Linked DNA regions of Mus musculus: region 1 is linked to region 2. The links are chromatin contacts, called in public HiChIP or PLAC-seq maps. All regions are on one chromosome and are shown on one strand. Each heading gives the region's core, a stretch centred on a gene start, on an enhancer-like site or on the middle of the called end of the contact. The rest is flanking DNA. Distances are from core to core; before and after follow the strand shown. Region 1 holds the start of Tafa1 (TAFA chemokine like family member 1). Region 2 has its middle 13 kb from the start of Gm26501.

Region 1 (2,775 bases), core at 115-2,614, 1.0 Mb before region 2:
AAATAAACATTATGCACACATATATATGCATGTGCATAATTCTGGATAATTTGCAGGTTTCAGAGAGACAGAGTGTTTGGGAAGGGCTTTGAGGATGACAATACACAAACGTGACAACTGTAATTAAGTGCAAAGTGGGAACACATTCTTTTCAGCAGCTTGGAGCCATCCATGCCCCAGGCAGTGAGTCAGATGGACCAGTCACTTTCTAATTAGTTTCTAGTTTGGTGGCCCACTGTTTACTTTTGTATATGGGCATGCTTTATCTCCTTGTTTTCAGAGCTAGCAGGATAGCATAGATGCACTCTCATCAGCAGAGGTAAATAGCAACTCCCCTCCTGTGAATCCCCAAATGAATGCATTTTAGAACCTTTCTGAATAGCCTGCAAATTACAGAGAGACAAAACAGAGGTGACCCGGTAAGCATTTGCTAGTCAACCATCTCTGTTGAAATGCACTGGAAATTTAACTCAGGGGAAAAAAAATCTAACCATCATCAAACTTAACGATTCTTTAGAGACTCCTTCTCCTGCTCATTTAACCCACACACAGCTGAGCACACACAACATGCTGTGACTTGACAATTACAGGGCTTCCCTCTTCCTTCCTTCCTTCCTTCCTTCCTTCCTTCCTTCCTTCCTTCCTTCCTTTCCTTCTTTCCTTCCTTCCTTCTTTCTTTCTTTCTTTCTTTCTTTCTTTCTTTCTTTCTTTCTTTCTTTCTTTCTTTCTTTCATTCCCCCCCAGTTAACTTTCTGTAATTCTCAGCATTACTTCCCAAGCTCCTGCAAATCTCTTCTCTTGGCTGCTCCCAGACAGAGCTCTGCTCTGTGGCAGTGTTTTCCCCCCAAATAATGCATCGAGTCTTGCATACTTCTCTGAATATGTTGCAAATCAGTTTCCTGAATCTTAAATCTTACAGAGGCTTTCTTACCTGAAAAATCCAGCCAAGAGCAGGGAACCCTCCTAGTGCTCATTGGAAAGAGCTAACACTTTTTAAAATCCATCTGTGCCACAGTTCTGAGATTTTTCAAAGAGAATGCTTCCCAGCAATTCTTTATTAAGAATTGAAAAAAAAAAAAGAAAAGAAAAGAAAAGAAAAAAAGGCAAGCTTTTCTCTTCCAGTCCCGTTTCCACAGTTGTGAAGACGTTGGGCTCGTTCACTGTATTGTCAGAAAAGGAAGCAAGGTTTGAGGGGTGGAAACCTTGTCATGTTCACCTTTAAATCATCCCCTGGCGTCACCTCTGTCTGACGAGACCTTTGAAGTGATGGTGAGCTAATGTAGTTTCCTGATGAGAAGCAGTTTATAGCCACGGACAGACCATCCCTACTCCAGTACATTCAGGACAGAGTTAGGCAGCGAAATGTAGGAGCAGGGCTGCTATACCTCCGTAAGTAGCGGGAGTCTGTTTCAATACACCCCTCCTCTCTAAAGTCTCACATGTCTTAAAGTGACATTACCCTCGATTATAGATAAGGTAGATTCTAATGACTGCCCTTAACTCTCCCATGACTCAAGCAGCGCTTTAACATGATATTGCCTAATAGTCTTTGGTGGAGGTTTGGGTTTTTTTGTTTGTTTGTTTATGTTTTGGTTTGTTTTGTTCTCTTATACCATTCTCATGCCAGGGAACTGAGAAGGGAAAGAAAAATGAAAGACAAGAAGGCATCATGCAACATATTGATAGTGTTAATGGCTTTTAGGCTTCAAACAGTAAATGGGAAAGTGAAACATGCACCCAGTCTAACCCTGAATCTTGTTGCCAGCAAGCTAGCTGAATATAGCTGGGCTTATTCTGATTTTTTTTTCGGTTAGTTGTTTTGTCAGCTATTTCTCGAAATGCAATTTATCTGGAATATAACTGGTGTTTGTGTTCCTAAGCAAAATAAAAATCTTTGGAGTTATTTAACAGGTTTAATAAGTAGAAATATATCATTGCTGGCACCAGAGACTGAGTGATGATGAAGAAATATGCTCAAGGTTCTTTGTAAAAAGTATTTTTTGGCTCTCTTTAAATAGCATGCTGAGATGGAAAAGGGAAACACTCAGAAGTTCAGTTGCATCTCTAGTACTATGGTGTGAACCCCGGCTTCCCTGGAAATATACTATGATTGTACTTAAACTTCAGAGACGCATGGGAGATGACCTACTTTTCCTTTATAGGCTGCTCCGGTGATAATTCTCTGAAAATGCTCATTCAATTGCTTCCCAAGTCGCTTACATCACACCTACTATGTGACAGATGCTTGGGATAAAGCAGAAAGCAAGACTGGTGTGATCCCCAATGTCAAAGGTCACTCACTGCCTTACGGCCTCTACATTATTTTCAGACCCGAGATGGTTCTCACAAATTCCTTGCCTTAAAAACTTCAAAGTTTCTGAGAATTCTTTTGCCTTTTGTGGGCATTATAAAGAAGGCTGGATGCTGGGTGCATCTTGCAGAACAAACCTTCTTTCCTATGCTCTACAAAGTGAAAGAGGGAGACCGTCTCTGTTTTATCAATCTTTCCTGCTGTTCTTTCAATGATAACACCCCTTTCTCCTTCCATTCTTCCCTCCCTCTTCTCCTCCCTCCCCCTCCCTCCATCCCTCCCTCCTTTCCTACCCCCTCCACAAACCAGATTTCAAAATAACAATCAAGTTAATTAAGAATGACAATGTTTCAGTTTGGATTTGTATGCTTACTTCTGTGGTTCATTATATTGCTGCCTTAATTAATGGGTGTCTATAGGACATTTGTTCTCTTGCTTCTGAATCAAGACAACAACAGAAACAG
Region 2 (2,952 bases), core at 147-2,646:
CAGGACTTCCACTCACCCCAGCCCAAAGATTTATTTATTATTATATGTAAGTTCACTGTAGCTGTCTTCAGATACACCAGAAGAGGGCGTCAGATCTCATTAGGGGTGGTTATGAGCCACCATATGGTTGCTGGGATTTGAACTCAGGACCTTCGGAAGAGCAGTCAGTGCTCTTAACTGCTGAGTCATCTCTCTTCAGCCCCAAACCTGTATTTCAAATTCTTGTTTTATAATCTATTTCATTAAGTTGAAGATGCAAAAAAAAAAAAAAAAAATCACTCAGCATTCTTTCTGCAAGGATGTATGCAGTAACATTCTTTGTAAAAAGAAAGAATAAGAAATAACCTAAATGGCCATTGCTAGGAGACTGATAATCAGTCATAACTCAACCAAAGATGCTATGCAAAATATTATGTGTTGTGACATCATATAAAGATCTCTTAATGAAAAAAAAAAGGCGGAAGAGCCCATTATGTTAAAGGAAAAGAGCGCCACCAGGTGGCCGTGTGGGAGTACTGAGCACTTGGAAACTACATTTCCATTATTTGAAGACATTACTTTGTTATTGAGCAGGGTATCGTGAAGACTTCCTGCTTATTTCTATAATTGTTGATTTTTTTTCTTTAAAATAAATTGGATAGCCTTACAGTTCTTCCCTTTCCCACAGAATAGTAAGCTAGATGCAAAATTAAAATAAAAATAAAAGGAGTTCAAACATAAATCCACTCCATGAATGGACAATGTTAGTCTGTGAACTATATGAGTGCAATCCCTTTCTATGAGCTATTGACTGGAGAGTCCCCAGGAATCTTGGAAACAATGCAGGTTACTTCCATTATCCTTGGTTACCCTCTATCACTACATAGTGGGATCCTATTGTTGAAGATACCACACACTTTTGCTGAAGAATATAGAGAAACTAATCTCAAACTGACCAGGAAACTTCTTAACTGACCAATTTTTATAGTACCAGAAGGTATTATGTAGGCTGCTCAGGGGGAAAAAAAACCACATTTGTGGTTGTAACCAGTTCTCCACTTTGCATGCTGCAATACTAACTTGCCAAGTAAATATGCCAATTAGTGAAATAATGGGACAACTGTTATGGGGTAATTGGTTTCTGACTGGGCCTGATCAAAGGAGGGAGTTTTATGCCTGATACTATAATCCTGGCAAAAGCCCATCATCACTGGGGAAGTTATAAGCCCTTGAATGGAACCTGCAATTTCTATTTTGATAAATGATCATGCTGTCAAAGTGCCTTCTAAATAATCACATTTATACCCCTTGACCTGGTCTGCTTCCAGCCTTCGTCAGAGAAGCTCCCTTTTGCAGTGCGTAGCAATCAATGCAGAGACTCATCACTGTTCAGCGTGCTGAGAATGAGAGACTGAGTGTTCTGTTCTAAGTAGGGCATGTACATTATTAACACCACCCCTCCTCCCCTGGGCTCTGGGAACACTGTGGAAGAAGAGACTGAAGAGAGTTTTAGCTGGGGTGGGGTGGGGAGGAGGGTGTGACAGGCTGCCTTCTGGACACGGCGTGGCTAGCGAGCTCCTGAACTCACAGTAGCTACAGTTTATACCTCCAGAAACCCATACAGGAACAAGCCATCGAAGATCCTGCATGGATGGGGTAGATGATCTCCAAGTCCCACCCCTTAGTCAGGAGCTACTGCCTGCTGGCAGATAGATGCTGATGGATGGAGAATCCTTCTTTGAGGACGCAGCCAGCGGTGGGATTCCCATGCTCCAGTGGAAGGGCCCACATGCATGCAAATATGAACACCACTAACTGAACTTAGTTAAAAAAAAAAAAAAGACAAGCAATTGGGAGGGGGCCCAATGAAGACAGTATGGAGGAAATGAGGGATAGCTGGTAAATGGGATAGTATTATTGTATACATGCACGGAATTCTTAAGAGTAAAAAATGAAAAGATATTTGGACTGTAATTAAAACTTTTTATGGCTGAGACTGTTCTCAAATAAAAACAAAAACACAAGTGTATAAAAGTGTATAATGTATAGTAGTTGCTCCAACTCCATCATTTTTAAAGCTTTGTTATTTTGTTAAATTTCTCCTGAGTGGCCCTGCCAGAGCCTTACAAATACAGAGGCGGATGCTCACAGCCAACCATGGAACTGAGCGCAGGGTCCCCAGTAGAGGAATTAGAGAAAGGACTGAAGGAGTTGAAGGGGGTTGCAACCCCACAGGAAGAACAACAATATCAACCAACCAGTCCCCCAAGAGTTCCCAAGGACTAAGCCATCAACAAAGGAGTACACATGGCTCCAGCTGCATACACTGCAGAGGATAGCCTTGTCATGCATCAATGGGAGGAGAGGTCCTTGGTCCTGTGAAGGCTTGTTAGATGCTCCAGTGTAGGGGAATTGAGGGTGGGGAGGTAGGAGTGGGTGGGTGAGTAGAAGAACACCCTCATAGAAGCAGGGGGAGGGAGGATGGGATATGGGGGGTTCCAGGAGCAGGGGAAACCAGAAAAGGGGATAACATTTGAAATGTAAATAAAGAAAATATCCAATAAAAAAGCAGATAAAATTATGTAGTCTTAATTATTTTAATTAAATTTAAATAAAATAAATACTAAATTCTGGTTTCATAAATAAAATGATTAAATACTACAAATAATCAAAGTATCTTTACTTAGCTTTAACATAATATATGATATAATTAGTCATTTCAGAGAAATGGTCTAGATGTGCAGTTTTCTTCTATATACAACCCAAAAATTTTTATTGAGTGAGTTCTAGTATGAATTGTGCCAGCATCAAATACATCTACAGATACAATGCTGTATTTCTGTAAAATTTCATAATAGGTTTTGCCCAACCAAGTCTGTGAAGGCTCCTATTTGGTCTTTCTCCATTTATGTCTAGTATACCTGACCTGTGTCCCAGTTTTATAGACTTAAATAGACCCAGGAAAATAATCCC

What was found. HiChIP or PLAC-seq counts read pairs in DNA pulled down with a chosen protein or histone mark.
Region 1: an H3K4me3 HiChIP or PLAC-seq map of forebrain shows a contact between it and region 2, with 7 times the contacts expected there. The contact joins the promoter of Tafa1 here to the enhancer-like site in region 2. A contact is called at or near these places in 8 of 39 promoter capture datasets (the 3T3-L1 cell line, cranial neural crest, hippocampal neurons and 3 more), 1 of 484 Hi-C or Micro-C datasets (the N1E-115 cell line), 2 of 115 datasets of contacts at active chromatin or transcription factors (astrocytes and forebrain) and 1 of 9 other capture datasets (adipose tissue).

Annotation. Positions count from the first base shown.
Region 1 is chr6:96,111,743-96,114,517 of GRCm38.p6, reverse strand. It overlaps Tafa1 (TAFA chemokine like family member 1), which reads right to left and starts at 1,364. Exons shown (of 5, transcript NM_182808.3): 1 at 932-1,364. It also overlaps 2900060L22Rik.
Region 2 is chr6:95,085,810-95,088,761 of GRCm38.p6, reverse strand. No RefSeq gene overlaps it. Among named protein-coding and RNA genes, the nearest start is that of Gm26501, 13 kb to the left of the region's middle. Within about 2 kb of position 1,396, at least 23 of the 459 cell types and tissues checked have an H3K27ac peak or open chromatin away from gene starts, as enhancers often do. A contact at or near this core is called in forebrain, where this site is marked.